Regions from separate parts of the Mus musculus genome. Here all the other regions are linked to region 3. Evidence: chromatin contacts called from public ChIA-PET, HiChIP or PLAC-seq, Micro-C and promoter capture Hi-C data. All regions are on one chromosome and are shown on one strand. The core of a region is the stretch at or near the end of the contact, and the rest is flanking DNA. Distances in the headings are between cores, read along the strand shown. Region 1 holds the start of Anapc15 (anaphase promoting complex C subunit 15). Region 2 holds the start of Inppl1 (inositol polyphosphate phosphatase-like 1). Region 3 holds the start of Fchsd2 (FCH and double SH3 domains 2). Region 4 has its middle 27 kb from the start of Clpb. Region 5 holds the start of Numa1 (nuclear mitotic apparatus protein 1). Region 6 holds the start of Mrpl48 (mitochondrial ribosomal protein L48).

Region 1 (3,771 bases), core at 443-2,942, 790 kb after region 3:
AGCTTTCTCTTTCTACCATGTGGGTCCAGGGATTGAAGTTGGGTCCTTGGTTTGTTAGCAAGTGCCTCTACCCACTGAACTATCTCACTGTCCGTTATTTTTATTTTTAAAATTTGCACCTGTTTTTGTGAGAGACAGGGGCTTATACATTTCAGGCTGGCATTGAGCTTGCTACATAGCCCAGTCTAATCTTGAACTTCACATCCTCTTGTCTCAGGTCCCTGAGTGCTACAATTTTAATAAGCAGAGCTTGCTAACGTTTGAAAACGTTTGAAGCTGAAGCTGACCTCTTGGGCCATACAATCAGATTTGATAGGAAGCACATACGGAACCTCTTGAACAGTTCTATCTCATCACTCTTCACCAGAGCCAAGAACAGGAGGAAAACCAGGCAGATTATCATGCTAGTTACAGAAGAAACAGCGTAGACAAAGAATGTACAGGCCTGGGGAGATACCTTAGGGGTTAAAGTGCTTGTTGTAAAAGAAGCCAGGATTGGTGTTTGGGTCCTCAGAACCCACATGATTGCTGGATGGTTATGGCAACCAGCCTGTAATTTCTGTAAAGACAGAGAATTCTCAGAGAACCTGGATAGTCAGACCAGCGATAGCAGGGACTTGTGGTATTGAATAAGAATAAGATAGAAGAGCAATTGAGGAAAATTCCCAGCATCACTCTTGGGCCTACACATACATACACATGCATACACACACACACACACACACACACACACACACACACGATGTTCAAACACACATATACATAAGATAAAATTTTAAATAGATAAAAAAGAGGCCAGCGTGGTGTTACACAGCTTTAATACCAACAGGAAGACTTCGAAGCCAACCTGGTCTAGATAGTGAATTTCAGGCCAGTTAGGAATACGCAATGAAACCTTGTCTCAAAAAAGAAAAGTAAATATTATGAATATGATGTAGTTCCATGACAGAGGCTTGTCTAGCATGTTCAAGGTATCCTCTCAGAAAGAAAAGAATGGATGCCGGGCAGTGCTGGCGAATGCCTTTCATCCCAGCATTTGGGAGGCAGAGAGGCAGAGGCAGAGGCAGAGGCAGAGGCAGAGGCAGAGGCAGAGGCAGGTGGATTTCTGAGTTCCCTGTCTCGAGAAACCAAAATTAAAAAAGAAGAAAAGAGGGGCTGGTGAGATGGTTCAGCGCTTAAAAGCATTGACTTCTCTTCCAAAAGTCCCGAGTTCAAATCCCAGCAACATGGTGGCTCACAACCATCCGTAACGAGATTTGATGCCCTCTTCTGGTGCGTCTGAAAAACAATTACAGTGTACTTACATATAATAAATAGATCTTGGAGGAGTTGGAGGAGGAGGAGGAGGAGGAGGAGGAGGAGGAGGAGGAGGAGGAGAAGGGTTCAAACAGAAAACCGAGTCTGAGAGAACAGAAGGGAAGAAACAGATGTTTCTTGGAACGCAGCAGCACACACGGCATCCACACAAGCGAACATTTCTGGAAACCATACTATTTCGAGGAGATTAACACGCAAACACCGCCGAGTGGCAGGAGGGCGGGACTAGTCGAACGCAGGCGAGGGGCTAGCCTGGAGAAACCCTGCCGCTGGAGATTCAAGGAGGAGCTGACAGGTAGGCGGGGCAAGCGAGGGTCCTCCCCCAACTAGTACGTAACTAAAGTACATCAACATCACTTCCGGCTCGGTGTTGAAGCGGGAAACAAAAGGAGACGCAAGACGCATGCGTTAGTGAGTCCCGGATTCTGGTGGGTTCTTCCGCTCAGACCTGGGGAAACGCTTCCGGGTCGCCGCCGGCTGCCGGCTCTTGGCGCGGTAAGTGCGGAAACGAGACTGCTGCCGTTTCCTTGCTTGTTCTTTCTTCCGGCTTCCAGAGAAACCCAGTTCCTTTGACTCGCTTCCCTAGCAGTTCATTTTCCCCATTTTTACTCTTAAAGACATCCTGCTCACTGGCCGTTTCCTAGAGTCTAAGCCCCACCCATCGCACATGGTCCGTCATGCATTGGTTTCACTTCCTGTCACCCAGCATTTCTTGCAGTTAATTGGCTTCGGCCAGGCCGCGCGCATTTTGCGATTAGCATCCCTATAAGGTCAAAATCCTGACGGAGACCCGCCCCTGCCTCCTTCCTGTTGGTCAATCTCGCAGTCATTATCATAATGAGCAAAGAATGGGCGGTGGTGGGTAGAATTTTAGTATATAAAATCTGTCAGTGCTTTCGGGATCGTGGTGGACGCGCCTTTTTTTTTTTCCCCCATCACACGGACCTGGGGGGGCTTTGGTCTAGGGAATGACAGCGTCTAGTTCTGCGTGGGTCAAATTAAGTTGGAACAAAAGCTAGAGTAGGGCCGGGTGTGGGGGCTGGTATACGCCTTTAATCCCAGCATCCGGGGGCTGAGGCATGCGGAGCTCTGTGAGTTTGGGACTAGCCTGGTCTATATAGAGAATTCCACGACAGTCAGGGCTAAATATTGTAACCCTGTTTCATTTACTAAAAATAGGGGGAAACACCAAGGTAGACACCAACTCTATTTTTTCCTGTGCCCTTCCTACAGTGCTGGGCCAGGATCCCTGCCTTGCGTAGGATTTAAGCCCCCATCGAGTGTGTGGCCAAAGTCAAGCTCTACATGTCACTGGGTTTGTGAGCCAGGGCGTTTTAGTTCAGCTTCTTGGTGACCTTCCTGGTCAGCAGCTTCAGCCCACAGAGTTGATTTTGTTCTCTTCCATGTTAGTTCATTCTTCATTTGTTTGTTATTTACTCATCCCTCTGAGAATTTCTTTTATCCTTGGTTGTGTGTACTGCAGTTTGACTGGTTGGTGAGAGAGGTGGTTCATGTCCACACCATTTTGCACTGGTTGGATGTGACATGAATCAAAAGAGCAAAAAATAAGTTTTGTGGTGCGTGTGTGTGTGTGTATTTAAAATGAATTTTACTAGATCTCTGCTATTGCTAATCTTGTGCATAATCACAATGCCACATTCCATCTCTGGCTCCCAGTCTCTTCTCTCTTTAAGCAACATACAGCTTTACTCATTATTTTCTTTGTTTGTCGTAATAACTGAGGATGATATAATTTTAATTATCCCCATTCTTACAGATGAGGAAACTGAGGCCCAGAGAGGTTAAGTGTATTGGCCAAAATCAAAGAGCTAGTAAGTGATGGAGCCAGGACTCAAACTCAGGTCTGTCTGATTTCAAGAGGGCAGGGCAGCTTCTCTGCTACCCACCCAATCCACCCTATCCCTAAATCAAATTTCAACTGCATCAAAACAAAACAAAACATATTCACGTGACCCTTTCCCTCAGCTTAGGAGCCATGTCCACCTTGTTCCCGTCACTCTTCCCTCGTGTGACTGAGACACTGTGGTTTAATCTGGACCGACCCTGTGTGGAGGAGACAGAGCTGCAGCAGCAGGAGCAGCAGCATCAGGCCTGGGTGAGTGAGGACCCAGTGCAGCATGGAGGTCTACCACCGGGCCGTGAGCTTGCCTTACGCTGGAGACCTGCTTAGAAAAAGGTTCCTCTGTGGGGAATAGTCAAGCTGAGTTTTGGGGGATAAAGTTCTTATTTTGTGGCACCCTAACTCGCTGAGGGACCATAGGATTTCGGGGGTAGATTAGATAGATGTCAAGCCCCTGACAGCCTAGGATCTTTTCTATACATCACAGAACTTAATAATTTCACTTTCACCAGAATTATATGAAAAAAAAAAACAGAGGCCCAAAGACTTTCCATATGTCTATCAATTTTATAAGGAACAGATGACAGGAGAGA
Region 2 (3,916 bases), core at 775-3,274, 730 kb after region 3:
GCAAGATGGCTCAGCAGGTAAGAGCACTGACTGCTCTTTCAAAGGTCCTGAGTTCAAATCCCAGCAACCACATGGTGGCTCACAACTACCCGTCAAGAGATCTGATGCCCTCTTCTGGTGCCTGAAGACAGCTACAGTGTACTGATTTATAATAAATCTGCCGGCCTGAGTGAGTAGAGTTGACCAGAGCGAGCAGAAGTCCTAAATTCAATTCCCAACACCCACATGAAGGCTTGCAACCATCTGTACAGCTACAGTGTACAGAAAATAAATCTTAAAAGAAAGGAAGAAAAAGAAAGGAAAAAAAAATGAAGGTTCTGTCCCACACAGCTTCACCCTGTTGCCTCCCCCAAGTCTTCCTCCCAACACACACTATTCAACTCCACCCTACAATCATATATAGTCGCAGAATTGCCCAGGCGTCCAAACACTGGTCTCTCTGCCCCCTACTGCAGTGCTTTAAAACGAACTGCACTCATGTGGAGCATGCATCCTTTCCCTGTACATCTGGGAGAAAGTCTAAGCTGGTCTACCGCCGTCTGCCACTGTTTCTTGCCATCACACCCACCCTGAGCTTCAGAACTCTGGCCTCGGGCCTCAGAAAGTGCTCCAGGCACAGCAGGAAGTGCTCCCCTGTATCCTTCCTCCACCCAGCGATAAAGTCAAGGTCTCCCCTGGAGACAGGGCTGCAGCCCCACCAGCTACAGTCACCCCACTACCACGATTGCCACCACAACCAAGGAACACTCGGCGTGTGCCCGCCCTACTCACAGGACGCAGAGTGCGAAGGCCCCCGCCACGCTCTCGCTATCTCGCACCAGGAAGCTGCCATCGCGGCCCGCCCGAGCCAGGAGCTCCTCCGCAGCAGCGCGGCTCAGGTCACGGTGATACCAGGCTGGGGCCGGGCTGCCTAGCGCACCCCCGGGACTCGGTGTCCCACACACTGAGGCCATGGCCCACGCAGGGCTCAGCGCCGCCGATGCCTGCCGCTCCGCGCCATCCGCCCGGGGAAGCTTGAAGTCGAGGTTGGGCCCGGGTCCCGGGACTAAGGATCCACCAGCCCGAGAGAACCCAGTATGTGGGTTCCACGCTTGGCCGCGCCAACCGCCTGGATCTCCGCGCAGCCGCCGCCGCCCGCAGCGCCGGCCTCAACTTGAAGAGAAAGAAAAGTTTGTTCAGAGGCGGCGGGGGAGGGGCGGGAACGGAGCTAGGAGCTGGCCGGTCCCCTCCCCCTCCACTCGGCCCAGAGCCCGGGCCGCCCCTGCCCCCAGCCTCTCTCGGCAAGGACGATGCTCCGACAGCCCTACAGGACCCGCAAGACCAGCACCTCCCAAGTCCCACAATTATTTTGTCCCCCCACCTCAAGAAGATCCAGTTCCCCGGTACCCGCTCCGGGACAACTTGTGAGTCCAAGTTCTCGCTGGTGAATTCAATCCTTCCAACGATTCGCAATGAGATGACCCCTAATCCCTATGCAAATCTGATTCTACTACACACATCTCTTCTACTCGGCACCCCCACAGCCTTGCGGGATCAAGGTTCGGAAAGCAAGGCTCCAGGATAGACATCCACAACTACTACAACATCCAAGAGAACAAGTTCTCGTAACTCCTATAAGGTCAGAGGCCCCTTCAGACCTGAACCCCCCAAAACGATTCCTGACACATCCCACAAGATCCCAAAGAGATCCGATACCCCACCCCACACATACGCGCGCGCTCGAGGTGCCTTTCACGCACCGGTCCCCGCAGGCCCTCCAGCCTGGCAAAACCCTTCCCCCATCTCCACCAAATTGCCTGGCACCACGCCCCACACCCGCAGGCCCAGGTTTTGCAGTCCCAGACCAGGAGGACCCCCTCGACTACCTAGAAAAAAAGTTCCCTCAAGTCTCAGAGCCTCAACTACCGAACGCAGGCCCCACCTCTAGGGCGACTCGGGTTGACTCCTAGCCCGGGGAAGCCTCCCTGGACTCCCCGCGGCCACTTAAGATGGCCATCCGCCGCCACCGCGCACCCCGCGCCTTCCGCCCCGCCCGCGCCCCGCCTCGTCCGCCCGCGTCCCGGTCTCCGCCGCACGCCCGCAGAGTGACCTCGGGACAGCCTTGGCTCTTCAGTGCGCCCGAGCTTCTCGCTTTCGATAACTGGGGTAACGTTACGAGGGCGGGCTCATTGGGGCTCTGCCTGTAAAGCTCAGGGCCTGGCATGCAGCGTGCGCTCCGGGACGGCGGCTATTTTTATTATTAATTAAGGAGTAACGAAGGTGACAGCTGTGTAAACTGTAAAGCGCGACTGGGGACTGAACGGGTATTATTAGCACCGCCCCCGCTCCGGCTACTCCCTCCAAATCAACAAACTTGCGCTTCCGTGGGCCAGGTGCGAGCAGGGAGCTCCTAAGACTCTGGCTGCTAAGACCTCCCATCCACCGACCCCTGGGGCGGAAAAGGGGACCCGGCGGGAGAAGACGGGGCGGAACCCAAACAGGGCTTTGGCCCGCCCTATTTCCCCCCTAAAAAAAGACCTGGATGGTGGTGGCGTCTCCAAGGATTTCTCTTCCTGCCCCGCCCCTCTGCCCCCTGGCTCCTTAAAGGCGCAGGCCTCTAGCCGCTTGCCTACAACCACCAACTCCTAGAGTCTGTCAGGAGCATCCCTTTAACCTGGGAGAGAACTTTCGCTCTGGTAAATTGAACCTGTTGACCGAGCCTGGGGTCAACCCTGAGGAGTTTCCCTCTGTTTAGAGGATAAGCCAATTTGCATTGGCTTAACCCATCTAGAACAAAGCCTGGGACGTGACGGGTCTGTAGGGACCTTCCAGAACAGATAAATACAAAAACAGAGATCCTCCACCCACCTACCTGTTTCTCCTGGTCCTGCCAGGGCTTAAATAAAGTAACATCCTCCAATCTGTACCCAGCTCCTCCCGCCGGGAATGGAGGACGCCCACCCCAGATCCCGGGGGTGTGCAGTGGGGTCTTACTTTCCTATGCCTGTATTCCCGACCCACAGGAGGCAGAAGCAAATGGAACTCTACCTAGTTGTAAGCCAGCTTCCTTGGTCTAGACTTCCAGCCCATCCAAGACTACATAAGAGATGTGGCCTCAAAGAAAGAAAGGAGAACGAGTTGGAGAAAAGCTGTCACGACCCTCCAAAATCAATATATTTACAGCTTCCTGAGAGGACGGCGATGCTAAAGACTGTGTCATTGGGGTGAGATGGCTTAACAGGTAAAGGCGCTTTTGCCAAGTTTGAAGACTTTGAGTTGAACCCCAGGGACCCATGTGGTGGAAGGAGAGAGCTCCTGCATGTTGTCCTCTGACTTCCACACCTGTGCCAAGTCATCCATGCAGCCCACACACCTAGGCACACACTCAGAATAAACACAAATACAATTTAGCCGAAGGCTAGAGGGTGCTTCTGCCTCTGGGAAGCCACTAATAGTTTCTTTGGCTTCATCAGTAGGATACAGCACTGGGCGAAATGCAAGCTTTTGTTTCTTCTGTATCTTCCAGATTGACTTCCTAATGGACTATCCTCGTCCAAGGGACCCCAACCCAGTCAATCTATATCATAGTAGGCAGTGTGAATTTTTACCCCTTTCTCCAGAATCTCTGCTGGACTCCCGTTTCCAGCTTCCCCTTTGTAAGCTGAGAACAGAGCTAAGCAGACACATGATGGGAATAGGGAATGTGTTTTGTTTTTGTTTTTTTTTTTAATTATTTTATTTATTTATTTAATGTATATGAGCACAATGTAGCTGTCTTCAGACACATCAGATCCCATTACAGATGGTTGTGAGCCACCATGTGGTTGCTGAGAATTGAACTCAGAACCTCTGGAAGAGCAGTCAGTGGCCTTAACCACTGAGCCATCTCTCCAGCCCCCTGAGATGTATTTTTGTTTTTGTTGGACTCAAGCTCTCC
Region 3 (3,979 bases), core at 143-2,642:
CTGAGGAGAAAGAGCATTGTCATTGCCAGATGAGGTTGAGTTTATTCAAGTAGTTCAGGACAGGCAAAGTGAGTTGACCTAGAAGTCCTCCCTTCCAGACAAGGGCTTCCTTCAGAGGCTTCCTCCATGGCCCTTGCTGTCTCCCTATGGTTCTTAATCTCACCTAATCCTTTCCTCTGCCATGCTAGTGATGAACTCAGGGCCTCTCTGGCTGCTAGGCATGCGCCCTAACACCAAGCAAGATACCCCTCCTCACACTCAGCCCTTGGGATTCTAGGCATGCCATGTGACCTTGAGAATGGCTCCAATTCTCTGCGGACACCAGCCTTCCTATCTGTGATATGGGAGTGACCGATTCAAGAGATTTTCATTCTTTTCCTCAGTTGACTCCACGAGGTCTGGCTAAGTACTCTGGAATAGGGCATCCATTCCTTTGCCTGGCAATTTTAGGTTATTTCACCTGTCCTCCAATGGCATAGGTCTGGCACCTGCGGCTAGTTGTAAAAGGACTTGTTCATGCTAAATTTCTCAGTGCACGTTTAGCTGACTAGGAGGGAGGGTACGCTGAGGGACTGAGAGAAAGCAAAATCCCGAATCCTCTTAGGTACCTCCTTCCTTATTGCAAACAATCCCACTATGAGCCTAGCCCCCCTCGACTCCTGCCAAATTCCCACACAAACTGTGCAGCCGCAGATGCAGGCGGGAGGCGGGGGCGGCCTGTGCGCGTGCGTCGGAGCAGAGTCCTCTCCCTCCCACGTGCGCGCTCCCGGAGGAGTCGCGCGCCCCAGCGGGCTGGCGGGAAGGCGCGCGGGAAGCCCCCAGCTGCCTGCTCGGTGTGGGGGGAGGGAGGACGGGAAGCGTCCGGAACGTTCCATCGTCGGAGAGAACTGGGGTAGTTCTCGAGTCCCGTTCCCGTCCCCACCGTTCCCCTCGGCCGAACAATCCGTGAAGTTTCCCCCTTTCTCACACCGAGATCCGGAGCCCCGTGGCGCGGCCTGGCTAACCTCCCCCCCTCCACTCTGAAGCAGGCGGTGTGGCCGGGAGCGCATCCCCTCTGCAGCCGGAGCGGGGCGCTGTGGCGCGCGCCAGGGGCCGGAAATTCCCGCGGCCTGAGTGGTTGGCGGAGCTCTAACAGGGGAGCGTGGCGCCGCCTTCCTCCTTCCCGGGCCGGGCGGGGGCGTTGGGCACCGCGAGGGCCGGGCTGCCCGAGTGGGTGGGGGGCCGCCGCGTCAGCCAGCTGCAGCCGGGCCGCGGCAGGCGGCGAGCGCGGACGACGCGGCCGCTCCTCCTCAGCCGCCCGGCGAGCCGCGAGCCCCCCCCCCCCGGCGGCCCCCGCCCCCTGGCCGTCTCCGCCTCCTTCCCTCACACACCCCCCGGGCCGCCCGGGCCCCAGGCCTTCCCGGCGCTCCTCCTTCTCTCCACACTCGCTGCGACCCGGCTGCTCCTGCCGCTCGCCTGCCTCGCAGCCTCCGGGCCGATTCCTCTTCCTTCTCCTTCCCAGGCTCTCCTTTCACACACACACAAGCGCGCGCCCTGGCTTGCTGGGCCGCCCCATTTTCTCCAACCCTCCTCACCCTCACAGTCCTTTAAACGCCGCCGTCAGGGGTGGGCGGAGGATTGATGTCCCTTCAGCATCATGCAGCCGCCGCCGAGGAAGGTAAGGGCGCAGCTGGCGGGGGGCTTTGGAGATTTGGGGGGTGGCGGTGCGTACAAAGAACGCGGCTGGGGCGACCGCTGCGCCCCCTCCCCCTTCCCGCAAGGGACCGTGACCACTCTAGCTTCTTGGCTTGTCAGAGTTGCCGCCCGCCCCAAGCAGGGGGTCGCGTGTACGGGGTGTCTTTCTGACGGAGGGGCGGCCAGTGCTCCTCAGTACTAGGGAGGACACCTCCCTCCCCCCGAGACACTCGCTGGAGTTTTTTTTTTTTTTTTTTTTCTTTCGGGCATGCATGTGTGTGTCTGTCTGCATGGCAGTGCTGCCCAGAGCAAAGTGCATTCTCAGAGCTGTATGGGGGAGAGGCGGGGGAGCCCCTGCAGATTTGCAGAGCCTTGTGCGTGACGGATTGTTTAGTCTGCGCCAGGTTCGAGCCCTCCAGTCGCTTGTCGACACTCCACCCATTGGCAAATTCGCGGGGGGATTTGTTTCAAGTCTCGCCTCAAGATTTGGCCTTTTTTTCCCCCCACGGGGCTGCGGAAAAGAAGTTGGAACGGTCTCCGCCCTCCCACCCCAAGGGAAAGCAAATTAAGGATTGACGGGTCCTGCTTAACCCCCACCCCCCATCCCTTTTGCCCCGCCTCGGGCTAGGGGGCCAGGAAAACAGCAGAGCTTCCAGTACGAAATCCAGAACCTGGCGTTGCATGGTTTGAGCACTACGGTTGGGGTTTGGATGGCCTGGGTGGCAGTGACGGTGCTCTGGGGCTGCCAGCAACTCGGCTGCTCCCTTCTACACCTTTCCGCACTGCCAAGGCTGTGTCCTTGCCTTTTTAAATCTTTCAGATGGATACTAGGTATCTACTCTGAGCAGTGGGTAGAGACAGTTACATCCTTCCCTTGTGGGCAAACATTTGCCTTATGAGTAACTCATCATCTATGCTTCCCTTTCTTTTCTCTTCTTAATCTGATTTTTTTGCCCAGTTACTGATCCTCCCCCTTTCCCCCTGCACGTGTACCCCACCTCTCCATGTAGCTTTGCTCTGGTGGTCGGGATTCCACCACGATCACACACCAATTGAAATCCCAGGGTCCGGCCTGGCGAGGATGGCTCCAGCCAGCTGGCTTTGGCGGTTCTCTCTGTTTGAAGTGGGCTGCCACCCGGCCTGGCTTGCTGGGTTAGTTTAAAAGCCCTGCATATGCTGGAAGGTCACTTTTGCATTCTCCTTTGTGAGAAAGAGATTATGATTTGATGTGCTGTCAGAGTGGAGGGCATCATTCTGAGACTGTGTGCTTTCTTGCAGCCATTACGGAATATTTTATGTAGTTTATTCGTGAATATTATTTCATGATTGTGTACATTTTGGTCGCTAGGTATTAGGTACACTCATCTGTGCTCCCTGCTCCTGTGGTTAATGTCTGAATCTTTGGGAAGCAAGAGAAAGCAGAATGACAGTTTGCACCCCTTTAAACTGCAAATTTTTTTTTTGTATTTGTGAATTTTTATTCAGCCCCTGTCTTACATTCCCTGGCTAGTTTTTTTCATTAAACTTAGTTAAGTAATAAAATTGGATGGGAAATACGAACTTTTTGGTCTTTGGGGATAGGAAAACTAGAAGTATACATTCTAACAAATAGTGTCTTCTTTAAGTAATTTTTTTCCTTCAAATTGTAGTAAAAGCCTTCATAAATACATACTGTGTTTTAGGTGAAAGTTACACAAGAGCTGAGAAACATTCAAGGTGAGCAGATGACAAAACTTCAAGCCAAACATCAGGCAGAATGTGACTTACTTGAAGACATGAGGTAAGATTATAGTAGGAGCTGGAGAACTTCTGTATCTGCTGCCCAGAACCCTTGAGTGGCCAAGCCCTAGGATCTGATGATGGAATTTCCTTTTGGATTTCCTGCTTTCAGGCTGTAGAATTTCGACTCAGCTGGAAGTTAGAACAGGAACTAACACAGTTTAAATTCGACGTACACACACTGTAGAAAAATGAGGGCCTTAAGAGTCTTATCTGTTAGAGCTGGGCATGGTGGCTTATGCCTTTAATTCCAGCACTCGGGAGGCAGAGGCAGGCAGATTTCTGAGTTCCAGGCCAGCCTGGTCTACAAAGTGAGTTCCAGGACAGCCAGGGATACACAGAGAAACCCTGTCTCAAAAAAGAGTCTATCAGTTAGTTTGTAATCACTCAACTGGAAATTCTTACATCTTTTCACTGAGTTGCAAGTTATTTATTGGCTTTAACAATTCTAACATTTTAAAGCTGACACTTGTGGTTAGTGGTTAATATCTGGGATGAGCCAGTCACCCCAGATGAAGCTATACTA
Region 4 (3,592 bases), core at 401-2,900, 530 kb after region 3:
AAGAAACACACAAAGGTGCAGAGAAAACGAAAATTGAAATGTAGGCGCTCCTGTGGCTTTAGTCGGGGCAGGTGTGGTTAGCAAGGGAAGTGAAAGGGGCTGAGTGACTGGCAGCCCAGCTTTGAGGGAGAAAGACAGCTTGTGAGGGTGAAGGACAGCTTATGAGGGTGTTGGAGGCCCGTCTCTGGCCAGGAGTCCTATTCCAGGGTCCCATTCCAGGGTATGATGAGGGGCTGTCTTGGTTAGGGTTTTACTGCTGTGAAGAGACACCATGACCAAGGCAACTCTTAATAAAGGACAACATTTAATTGGGGCTGGCTTACAGGTTCAGAGTTTCAGTCCATTATCAAGGTGAGAACATGGCAGCATCCAGATAGGCATGGTTCAGGAAGAGCTGAGAGTTCAACATCTTCATCTGAAGGCTGCTTGCTAGCAGAATACTGCCTTCCAGGAAGCTAGGATGAGGGTCATAAAGCCCACACCCACAGTGACACAACTCCTCCAACTGGGCCACACTGTCTAACAATGCCATTCTCTGGGCCGAGCACATACAAACCATCACAGGTAACATATACCTATTAATCCTGCTACTCATGCTGAGGTAGGAAGGTGCCATGAGTTCCAAGGCAGCCTGGACCACAGGGTAAACTCCAGGTCAGCCTATGCTAGAGTGATACCCTTCCCCCATTTTCCAGTAAAAGGATCAGTAGTTCAAGGTCATCCTCTGTGACATAAGAGATTCAAGGTTACATGAGGTCTTGTCTCAAAAATCAAATAAACAAAACACGAAGATTTTGGGCATGAGCAGAAAGGGATAGTGATTTACTAGAAAAACACAAAAGTTCTCACTGAACCCAACAAGGAGTACAACCTGAGGGTAGCTTTTATCTCTCAGCCTGCATGGCAAATGCCACTGTCCCACGAATCCCTTCCATCAGTGTTGCAGAGGTCACAACCCAAAGAGACCAAGACAATTATCTCTTGTCCTTATCTCACTTTGCCAACTCCTTACATTTCTATCACCCAGAGAGGGTGCCCAGTAGTAGGGAAAAAGCACTGTGAGAGAGTCAGAGGGAGACACTTTGCTTTGCAGCTGCTGGATAGTCTGTCAATAGTCATATCATGAGAAATACTATGAACTCTGGCTGCAGGTTGTAGCTAGGAATCTTGAACTGGGAGCTGGACACAGAGGACACAAGTAACTGTATTGTCACTCCAAAGTGAGCATGAAGTAATGTGTGGTTTGTGTCTGTGGAGACACCTAAAATTATACATAAAAGGAGAGGAAGGAGACGACAGGTGTGCGCCCTGGGCAGTAGTGAACAGGCTGGGTGACTGTTTCTGTTTCACCAATTTCCCTTATGTGAGAACATCTTGAGATGCCAAACATTACTTCTCAAACTCTGCTGGCAGAACCCAGTCCTATGGCCACACACTCCTGCCGGGAAGAATAGAGAGGGAGCCCCAGAATATGCCAGGAAGGCAAAGAAAGAGGTTTGGTGAATGTGGCGGTTTAAGTAGAATGGCCCCCATAGACTCTAGTGTTTGAATGCTTTTTCACAGGGAGTGGCACTATTAGGCCTTGTTGGAGGAAGTGGGTCACTGAGGGTAGACTTTGAGGTTTCATGTGTTCAAATGAGACCTAGTGTGGCACACAGTTCCCTTCATCTGCCTGCAGATCAAGATGTAGATCTCAGCTCCTTCTCCAGCACCATGTCTGCCCAACTGCCACCATGTTTCCCACCATGAGAATAATAGACTAAATTTCTGAAACTGTAAGCCAACCCCATGTGTTCCTTTACAAGAGTTGCCTTCGTCATTGGGTCTACTCACAGCAATAGAGACTCTAACTAAGACAGTGTACATGTGGCCACTCTCTGCCACCAAGGCCTTTGATTCTATCCAAATGGCTTCAAAATCCTTTGGATTCCAGAAAGCCAGCTCTGTTCTCTGTCCACCATTTCCCCCCTTCTGGATAACAGTACCCCAGAAAATCCTAGATCTAACCTGGGCACAGGAGGCCTAAAACTTGCTTGTCCTTGTCTATGTTTGTGGTCTGGTTCTACACAGCAGTGAAGTGGGGGGGGGGTGTTCATTGCTGGAAAGAGGGGTAAGCTTCCTACTCAAAGAGAGAAAAGAAACACAAATGGAAAAGTAAAGAATCACAAAATAAACAACGTGTATTTCCCAGCTACACCAAAGAATCAACAGTATGCATACAATCTCTAGGCTCAGAATGGAGAAGCAGCTTCGCTGTCTAAACCTGCAGCACCAAAGACGTACTTATTGTCCAGCTCTAAATGAAATGAGAGGAAGAAAGCAGAAGAAATGTCATTCTACTCAGAAGCTAAACTCTCATATACATACATATACATATGTATATATAGGAACACACACATGCACTCATACTAGCGTGCTTGTGTGTGTTCCTGTGTGTGTGTGTGTGTGTGTGTGTGTGTGTGTGTGTGTGTGCATTCCACAGGCTTCCAATGTCCGCCATAGGTTCCAACCATTGTTTGCTAGTTGTTGTAAGGGTACTGTTTATCCAAGAGTCAAAAACAATATAAGGATATGATAGGGAAAGGACTGACATTTATACTTGAATGAACATTAGGCTCTGATGGAAAATAATGCAAAGTGGGCATTGTTGTTTACTTTATAATCAGAGCACTGAGGAAGCTGTGGCATGAGGACCATGAGATCCACAACAGCTGGACTACAGACTGAGACTTTATATCAGATAAAGAAAGAATAGAAGACATGTAAAAAATTCATTACAGCCAAGAAACATGTTCTATACCTACATTGCCATCATCAGATGGGTAAATAAGAAATGTGTGGGTCAGGAGATGGCTCAGGAGATACCCTGCAAGCCTGCAGACCTGAGTTTGAATCCTCACAGCACATGTTAAGAAAAAAAAAAAAAGGCTGAGTGGTGGTGGGGCAGGCCTTTAATCCCAGCACTCGGGAGGCAGGAGCAGGTGGATCTCTGTGAGTCTGAGGCCAGCAGCCTGGTCTACAGAGTGAGTATCAGGACAGCTAAGACAACACAGAGAAACTGTGTCTAGAGGGAAAGAAAGAGAGAAAGAAAGAAAGAAAGAAAGAAAGAAAGAAAGAAAGAAAGGAAGGAAGGAAGGAAGGAAGAAAGAAAGAAAGAAAGAAAGAAAGAAAGAAAGAAAGAAAGAAAGAAAGAAAGAAAGGAAGGAAGAAAGAAAGAAAGGAAGAAAGGAAGAAAGAAAGAAGGAAGGGAGGAAGGGAGGGAGGGAGGGAGGGAGGGAGGGAGAGAGAGAGAGAGAGAGAGAGAGAGAGAGAAAGAGAAAGAGAAAAGAAAAGAAAATTGGAGCATGCCTGAGAGTATCTATAACCCCAGGTTGGATGGCAGAGGAGTTGAACCCGAGAGATCACTTGCAAATCAGCCCAGCCCAGTGAGCTTATGGTTCAGTATGGGATACTGTCTCAAGGCAGAAGGCAGAAAACAATAGAAGATGCTTGGTGTATTGCTCTGGATCTGCATAGATGTGCACAGGGACATATATCCACATACTCATGTGCATTCAAGACACATACTCACATACATAGTAAAACAATTTGT
Region 5 (3,889 bases), core at 649-3,148, 860 kb after region 3:
CAAAAAAACCAAAATAAGTAAATAAATAATAAAAAAATAAATCCAACCATAAAAACATACATACAGTGTAGGAAGTCCCCAAGTGATTGTCCCCAGTAATCCACTACTGTTACCAGTTTAATATTGGAGGGATTGAGATTTGAAGTGTGCCTATAAAGTAAAAGCCGAGAGAGGAACTGGTGGGGAAAAGGCGGTCACACTGAAGGTACCATCCTGTTCCAGGAGGAATATCTCTAGCTTCTTTAGCACTGGTAAACCTTCTGCTGGGACACCCTGGTGACAGAGACCAACCTTTGTGAAGCATCCACTAGCACCTTCTGTGCTAAAAGTCAGTGTGTTGGGCACCTTGCGAATGTTACTGAGTTCATGCTTGTACTCTTAAAGCAGAGGAGGCTATGCTTTCATCTAGGAATCTGAGGAATCCTTGCCAGGGTTATGTAGTTAGCTGCAAGTGATTTGTGATATGTATGTAAGATAGTCACTTTGTGGCTTAGCTTCCTCATGTCTACAGTTGAGTGGTAGGGCTGGAGAGATGGCTCAGCGATTAAGAGCACCTGACTGCTCTTTCCGAGGTCCTGAGTTAAATTCCTAGCAACCACATGGTGGCTCACATCTGTAATGGGATCCAGTGCCCTCTTCTGGTGTGTCTGAAGACAGTGACAGTGTATTCACATAAATAATAAGTCTTTTTAAAAAAGTCATCTTAAAGTTGAGTGGTAATTTACCTGCTTCATAAAGAGGTGTTGAAGCCTAATGAAATGATGCCCAATAGGTCAGTAGGATGGTTTGAGGCATGTTAGTAGGTTCTTAGTAAGCATTAGCTACTATCTATTATATCCTGTTTCTTCTTCAGACCCCCATCTCCTCCTCACATGTGATTCACATATGCCATGTACTTTCTTCCCGGTACAGTTGCTCCTCCTAGTTTTGTCTTGTTTGAGATAGGCTGTTACTCTGCCTTGGCTGGGCTGGAACTCTAGTAGTGAGTGGATCAGGCTGGCCTTCTGCTCCAACCTCCCACTTGCCAGGACTGTAAGCACACAGCACCATGGTGGCTTTGAGTCTCCTGCTTTTTGTCAGCTTCTTTCTCCTCAATGCTTCTCATTCCTCTTTTAACTATTCTCTACCATCCGTGTCCTCAACACCTTCCTATCTATTGGGTAGCCTCCTAGCTCACCTTGCTGCCAGAGAACCATTTTGTCAGGTTAATCTGGCTCATACCACAGCTCTCTGTTAAAACCATCCCAGATCCTTTATTTGAATCCTTGAAGTTCAAGATTTCCCAATTCTGACCTCAGTTCACCTTTGACACCTGGTCTCTCACTGCTACCACACCTTTCTGCTTTCTTCTCCCTTTCCCGAGAGGAAAAATTTGATTTTGTGCTTGAAGATCCAGATTAAAATATTACTTCAGTTTTCTAATCCTTCCCTCATCTAAACTGGTTAGTTTCCTTACATCTTTTATATGAGTTAACATGTACCATCTTGGGATAAAACTTGTAGTCACTTCTGATCTGTGGAATTGTAACCCTAGCTCAGACGTTGGGTATAATTCTTGTATGGGTATTAACAATATTTAATAGCAATACATTACACATACTTCATTAAATGTTTCTAGTTGTAAAGTGAGGGAATTCCTTTAACTATCCCAGGAGGTGTCCAGTGGGTGGCAACGCTGTCGAGATCTTGTCTGAGTGTGACATTTCTTTTAGTCATATAGTTGCAGCAGACTCTGAGGATGATGAGTCCCTGTGCCTGTTGAGGGCTCTAGCCAGCGCCTGCCATACTCAGAACTGTGCCTTGGCCCCTCGGCCCCTCCCCACAAATGCCCACAGGAACAGCGGATTAGGTTCTGGCAGCACAGCTGGGATTTTGGCGGCCATTCCAGTCAACAATAGCGCAGCTATCGGGACAGAAGAGCGAGGCCTACGCTCCGCGGCTAGAAACTGCCTGGGCCGCTCGTTTGGGTGGAGGAGTGGGAGGAGCAGGCACACAGCATGGCATCTTGGCCTTGCTACGCAGAAGGTAGGGGCTGAAGAGATTCCCTGCGGAGAACAGGCTAGGGTGGCCAAGTCCTAGGGCGGGCAGGCGGGCGGGCAGGCAGGGCGCTCTGAGGAGGCCTGCGCTTTGTGTGGCGGGGAGCCGGCGGGCGGCCGTGCGCCTGCAGACACGCCCCCCTCGCCGCGCCGCAGGAAGCTGCCCCTGTACAAGGCCTGCGCCGTGCGGCTCCCCTGCGCTCGGCTCCCAGGCTTCCTCTGCGCCGGGCGCCTTTCCCGCCAGGGGCTGGCCGTGGGTTCGGCGGCTCTGGGCCTGCCCGATAGGGCTGGTCTCGGAGGTGGACAGGCCGTCACTGCTACTGCCTTAAGCCCTGCTGGAAAGCAGCGAAGGGGGAGTGTCCTGGCCATCTCAGGTTGGTGAGGCCGGCCACCGCGGGTGCGTTTTTGTGTGTTTACGCCACAGCCTCCAGCCCTTGCTGCGCGTGCTCTCCCTTCAGCAATGGAGCCTGCGGGCTTGCGCCCTAGCCACTCTCCCCGCCCCCGCACGTCCTGCTCAGTTTTTAGGGCACGGGCAGGCTTCACCTGGGTCCTCCTGGTAGGCGTCGTCCCCCCCCCGTCCCCCCCCCCCGAGCTCTTGGCTTCGCTGTTGCTCCCAGACCGCGCGGAAGCTCGCTGTGCCTTTAAAGAAAGCAGACTCCTGGCTGTGACGCACTTCTGGCTGTCAGCCAGGAAGATTGCTTCTGCCTGGCCGACTGAGAAGAAACCCAACAACTTTTCTTTTGTGTGTGGGGTTACTTTCCACTGCCCCCCCCTACCCCTGTCCTTTCAAGATTTAAATGCTAATGGCGGATTAAAACCTGTAGATACGTTTGGCTTTAGGAGTCCGGTAAGGCCCCCAGCACTAAGACTTTTTCTCCCTCACTCTTTCTCGGGTTAGTTTTGTTTTGTTTTGTTTTTTCAAAAAAATGGACGAGAGGGTGGGGTGGTTCATCCCCCTCACCTCCCTTTGCTGCGCCATCCTTAGAGGGGAGGGAGAGGAAAGGGAGAGCAAGTAAACACTGAGAAACAGGCGCTGGCCCTGCGCAGAGCTTGCCAACATCCGGGAGTTGGCGCCTTTCTTTCCCCTCATAGATGTCAGCGTGTTTTTGTTTGGAGGGAGTAATGTGTGCGCCTGTCCTAGAGCTATAGAGACGGCCCAGTAGAGGGCTTCCCTGTTTCCTTGTGTGGTCCTAGATGTTTTTGCGGTGTTGGACAATGAAAACGTGTCTTTTTTTATTTTTTATTTTTGTCAGCTGCCAGGGATCTGAGTGTGTGAATGTAGTGGTTGGGGATAGGTGCTGATGAACTGCCCCAGAGGGCTGTGTATGTGCGCTTGCGCAGGCACTTCACACAGTATCTGCCTGTAGGCCGCAGTCTAGTTCATGATTGCAACTTTTCTGCTAACATTTTTCCGATCATGACCTTACGAATATGGGGGAAAGGACTAGGTGTCAGTACTGTTAGCTCTGATTAAGCCCGGCAATGTGAAAATAGACTGACCTCAACAGAAGCAGATTGTCCTTTAATTAGAACAATGAAGGGCAGCAGGCTCTCTGGGGAGTGGAGGCTGAAGAGATACAAAGGGCTTGGGGTTTTATAGGGCAGAAAAGGGAACTTTTGAAGGTTGGCGATTGCATCTGCAGATCTGTACTCTGCAGTCTCAAAACTGTAAATACTCAAGGGTTGGTGTTTGGACTTTCTTGTCAGGAGCGTCCCTGTTCCTAGGTGTTATGGGCCTACTTACTTCTGGGGGCTTCTCAGTCCTCCTGAGGCTTTTAGGTCATTAAAAAACTCTTTGCCTCCTCCTCTTTCCCCTTTTTCTCCTCTTGATTATGTGGCCTTACCTGCCCTAG
Region 6 (3,937 bases), core at 269-2,768, 530 kb before region 3:
TATGTGAAGAGCAAATAAAACTAAACAAATGACTACAAAATACCAACATTCTTATTAGCACCATCCTTCATCCCTTACAAAACACCCATTCCTATTTGCAGTATCCTCTATTATACTTTTGGGCTTGTTTTTCTTTTTCTTTTACTTTTTGAGGTCAGGTTTCAAGTAGCTTAGGTTGGTTGGCTTCAAACTAAATCTATAATCACAGCTGTCCTTGAACTCCTGATCCTCCTACCTCTGCCTCCCAAGTTCTATGATTAAAGACACTACCCCAATTCCTGGCTTTGTTAGATGATGGCCTTAGTGCCAGGTTTCCATGGATTCTTCTGCACTATTGCAAATTATATTCCTTGCATACTGATCTTCTCTTCCTTCCTTGGAAAGAAGATAAATAGAACCAGAGAATAGAATGGAATGTTGAAGTTTATTTCTATTATCTTTGCAGCAGACCTGTTATCACAAATTGGCTAAAGAGAACTAGTGGGTCCCTTCATGAAGGATGGGATGAGAAACTCAAATTTAGAGACATTCAAGGGTAGTCCCACATCCAAAAATGGCAATGACCATATTGATTTATACATACATTATGGTGATAAAGTCTCTATAATTAATGCCTGGAATAAAACCCCAATACGAAGAGAACAGGAACAACAACAACCTAAGCAATATGACACAAGTGGAAAAGACCAACTGAGATCTGGTAACTTTGTTAAGGGAAGAGAAAAACAAGGACCAGATTTAAGAATGGTAGTGTGGCTTGGGGTAGTGATGCGTACTTGTTATCCAAGCACTGGGGGGAACTGATGCAGGAGACTTGTGTCATGAGCAGTCTGGGCTACATGATGAGACCTCGTCTCATAAAAGGAAAGAAGGCTCACCTGGTTCTGCAATAGTCTCTTAATATTTTGGAAGCCAAGAGTAACAAAACGAAATGGTTGGTTCGCTCGGTTTTATGAAATGCTCTCAAATAAGATTTTGTAAGCAAAAGTGTAATTTATCATTATTGTATTCCTCTTATCACCGAGTAACTTCATTCACATCCCAACCACTTCAGCGAGGATTCTCTTAAAAGATGATTAAATGTAAAAAGTAGATGACCTGCCCAAGGTCAGACAATTTAAGGGGACGATATTCCGTGTGTGGGGACTCTCCCTTTCCTAGGCACGAGGCAGCGAGGGTGACAAGTGGAGGGGGCGTGGCACGAGACTGGCAAGCTCGCCCTGGGCCGGGGAAAGAATTGACAGTGAGGCGCCGCAGGGACTGCTGGGAAAGGCCTGTTCGCAGAGTCCTAGGCCTAAACGTCCGCACGCAAACACCTTCCAGCTCTGCTTTCCCTTCCGCTTTCCTCAGCTCCCTACGTGCGTGGAATCTGCGTTACCTTTCCCAGGGTTCCGCTCATTCTCGACCACAGCGGCTTCTGAGCAAACCGAAGATCCACCCTAGCAATCACGACCCCAGGCGTCTGGAAACAGGGCCGGAAAGGTCTTCATCACGTCCGTCCACCAAATCCTACCGAGACGCTTTCTGCTCACGCAGCATCTTGGTTCCGGAAGTTTTTAAAACCCAAGGGATAAAACTCTCCCCAGATTCCACCCTCACCCCAGCTCCTGTCACCTTCCCTGTGATTTCTCTGGGCAGTATGGATTGCCGTCTTTGTTACCGAGTGCTTTTCACATAATTTTGGTATCTCACCTATGAGACTACATATTATTTAATGTCTCTCTTCTCTATTTTGATTGAATTCCTTTAGGACACAGATCCTGTCTGGTTAATTTATTCCAGCGTCTCGTATGCAAATCTTGACTTGTTACCTCGACTTTGGAGCTGATTAACCCCAGGTGAACTTTCCTAGCGTTCCATATCCTCATAGTAATTAAGAATAATTATCTTTTATTGAGAGGCCATGATGTGCAATACTTTTCGTTCAGTAGCTCACAGTTTTTTTTTTCTTTTTTTGTTTTTGTTTGCTTGTTTGTTTGTTTTGGTTTGGTTTTTTGAGACAGGGTTTCTCTGTAGCCCTGGCTGTCCTGGAACTCACTTTGTAGACCAGGCTGGCCTCGAACTCAGAAATCAGCCTGCCTCTGCCTCCCAAGTGCTGGGATTAAAGGCATGCACCACCAAGCCTGGCTTCTTCTTCTTCTTCTTTTTTTTTTTTTATTAGATATTTTCTTTATATACATTTCAAATTTCAAATCTATCCTGAAAGTTCCCTATACCCTCTCCCCGACCTGCTCCCCTACCCACCCACTCCCACTTCTTGGCCCTGGCATTCCCCTGTACTAGGGCATATAAAGTTTGCAATACCAAAGGACCTCTCTTCCCAGTGATGGTCAACTAGGTCATCTTCTGCTACATATGCAGCTAGAGACACGAGCTCTGAGGGTACTGGTCAGTTCATATTGTTGTTCCACCTATAAGGTTGCAGACCTTCAGCTCCTTGGGTGCTTTCTCTAGCTTCTTCATTGGGGGCCCTGTGTTCCATCGTATAGATGACTGTGAGTATCCACTTCTGTATTTGCCAGGCACTGACATAGCCTCATATGAGACCAGGGTCCCTTCATCAAAATCTTGCTGGCATATTCAGTAGCTCGCTTTATTCCTCACAAGCCTCCCGGAGAGAAACTGCTCGATTTTACAGACAAAGGTCTCTCAGGGTAGACCAGGCTGGCTCTGAATTTGTATTTGCCTCCAAGGTGCTTTGATAACAAGCTTAGGCCACTACACTCAGCTACCAACTATTTAATTAGCAATACCTTTTGCCAGTCCTTTGATGGAATCCTGGGAACACAAAAATGAATAGCTTGTGGTTCCTGCCCTTAAATGGCACATTTAAATCATTACAGAGCAATAAGAAATTCATGTCACCAAGATAGGCATATAAACTCTGTGTACAGAGGGAGTACCTGAGGCATACAATAAAGTCAGCATTGGGTGAAATAACGAATGTGCAACGGTTACTTTATTTTGCTACTGTTGCTGTTTTTAACACAGAAAAAGTGTCAAAACTAGTAAATAAGGGCTGGAGCATGAGTGGTAGTGGGGTACATCCTGGTACTGGGAAGCAGAGGCAGGTGGATCTCTGAGTTTGAGGCCAGCCTGGTCTACAAAATGAGTTGCAGGACAGCCAGAGCTACACAAAGAAACCTTGTCTTGAAAAAAATAAATGAAACAAACAAAAACGAAAAATAAAGGGCTGGAGAGATGGCTCAGCAGTTAAGAACTCTTGTGGCTCTTGCAGAGGACCTGAGTTAGGTTCTCTGTCCCTAGATCAGAAGGCTCATAACCTTCTGCAACTCCACCTCTGGGGATTCAGTAACCCCTCTGACCTCCTCAGATACCTGTGTTTACAGACACAGACACATGCACATAAATAAAAATAAAATCTCTTTTAAGTGGTAAATATGAACTGGGCTGCATTGATGGTATGGTTTTTTTGTCAGCGTTCCTTCCAAGATCCTAATGTTTCATCTATCTTAGAATGAAATTCCAAAGACTCAGCAACACTGCTGTTGCTAAATCTATTTCTCTCATATGGGGCAGAAGACAAGGAGACTATTACGATCAATCTTATGTGCCAGATTTACTGAGCAATGTGGCAACCAGATACTTGGTGAAACATTATTCTGGATGTTTTTGTTATGATATCTAGGGATGAGAGTAACATTTAAATGAATAAAATGCCCTCCCTAATGGGAGTGGACCTCACCCAAACAAAAGAAGGCCTAAATAGAATGATGACCCTTCCTCAAATAAGAGAAAATTAATTTTTTTAAAAGATTCATTTATTTATTATATGTAAGTACACTGTAGCTGTTTTCAGACAGACACCCTAGAAGAGCACATCAGATCTCATTACGGATGGTTGTGAGCCACCATGTGGTTGCTGGGATTTGAACTCAGGACCTTCGGAAGAGCAGTCAGTGCTCTTAATCGCTGT

Evidence for each region. Promoter capture Hi-C pulls out the DNA fragments that hold promoters and counts their contacts. A called contact is a pair of places that touch in the nucleus more often than the background predicts. ChIA-PET counts read pairs in DNA pulled down with a chosen protein or histone mark. HiChIP or PLAC-seq counts read pairs in DNA pulled down with a chosen protein or histone mark. Capture Hi-C pulls out chosen DNA fragments and counts their contacts.
Region 1: a contact with region 3 is called in a promoter capture Hi-C map of adipose tissue. The contact joins the promoter of Anapc15 here to the promoter of Fchsd2 in region 3. A contact is called at or near these places in 1 of 39 promoter capture datasets (hippocampal neurons), 2 of 484 Hi-C or Micro-C datasets (both in embryonic stem cells) and 1 of 9 other capture datasets (adipose tissue).
Region 2: a Micro-C map of embryonic stem cells shows a contact between it and region 3, with 8 times the contacts expected there. The contact joins the promoter of Inppl1 here to the promoter of Fchsd2 in region 3. A contact is called at or near these places in 2 of 39 promoter capture datasets (hippocampal neurons and liver) and 3 of 484 Hi-C or Micro-C datasets (all in embryonic stem cells).
Region 4: an RNA polymerase II ChIA-PET map of memory CD8 T cells shows a contact between it and region 3, with 8 read pairs. The contact joins the enhancer-like site here to the promoter of Fchsd2 in region 3. A contact is called at or near these places in 4 of 39 promoter capture datasets (embryonic stem cells, hippocampal neurons and stem cell-derived epiblast-like cells) and 3 of 115 datasets of contacts at active chromatin or transcription factors (large pre-B cells, memory CD8 T cells and pancreatic cancer cells).
Region 5: a FOXA1 HiChIP or PLAC-seq map of pancreatic cancer cells shows a contact between it and region 3. The contact joins the promoter of Numa1 here to the promoter of Fchsd2 in region 3. A contact is called at or near these places in 2 of 115 datasets of contacts at active chromatin or transcription factors (memory CD8 T cells and pancreatic cancer cells).
Region 6: a promoter capture Hi-C map of neutrophils shows a contact between it and region 3, with 4 times the contacts expected there. The contact joins the promoter of Mrpl48 here to the promoter of Fchsd2 in region 3. A contact is called at or near these places in 1 of 39 promoter capture datasets (neutrophils) and 1 of 115 datasets of contacts at active chromatin or transcription factors (memory CD8 T cells).

What each region holds. Positions count from the first base shown.
Region 1 is chr7:101,894,639-101,898,409 of GRCm38.p6, forward strand. It overlaps Anapc15 (anaphase promoting complex C subunit 15), which reads left to right and starts at 1,693. Exons shown (of 6, transcript NM_027532.4): 1 at 1,693-1,812; 2 at 3,095-3,179; 3 at 3,304-3,433. The coding sequence starts at 3,157.
Region 2 is chr7:101,835,800-101,839,715 of GRCm38.p6, forward strand. It overlaps Inppl1 (inositol polyphosphate phosphatase-like 1), which reads right to left and starts at 2,025. Exons shown (of 29, transcript NM_001122739.1): 1 at 1,922-2,025; 2 at 772-1,152. The coding sequence starts at 953. It overlaps Gm10602 (a long non-coding RNA gene), which reads left to right and starts at 459. Exons shown (of 2, transcript XR_003946663.1): 1 at 459-1,618; 2 at 3,003-3,916.
Region 3 is chr7:101,107,383-101,111,361 of GRCm38.p6, forward strand. It overlaps Fchsd2 (FCH and double SH3 domains 2), which reads left to right and starts at 1,393. Exons shown (of 20, transcript NM_001146010.1): 1 at 1,393-1,657; 2 at 3,357-3,454. The coding sequence starts at 1,637.
Region 4 is chr7:101,634,676-101,638,267 of GRCm38.p6, forward strand. No RefSeq gene overlaps it. Among named protein-coding and RNA genes, the nearest start is that of Clpb, 27 kb to the right of the region's middle. Within about 2 kb of position 1,651, at least 24 of the 459 cell types and tissues checked have an H3K27ac peak or open chromatin away from gene starts, as enhancers often do. A contact at or near this core is called in memory CD8 T cells, where this site is marked.
Region 5 is chr7:101,967,945-101,971,833 of GRCm38.p6, forward strand. It overlaps Numa1 (nuclear mitotic apparatus protein 1), which reads left to right and starts at 1,899. Exons shown (of 25, transcript NM_133947.3): 1 at 1,899-2,025.
Region 6 is chr7:100,581,612-100,585,548 of GRCm38.p6, forward strand. Mrpl48 (mitochondrial ribosomal protein L48) reads right to left here and starts at 1,519. Exons shown (of 8, transcript NM_198831.3): 1 at 1,379-1,519. The coding sequence starts at 1,399.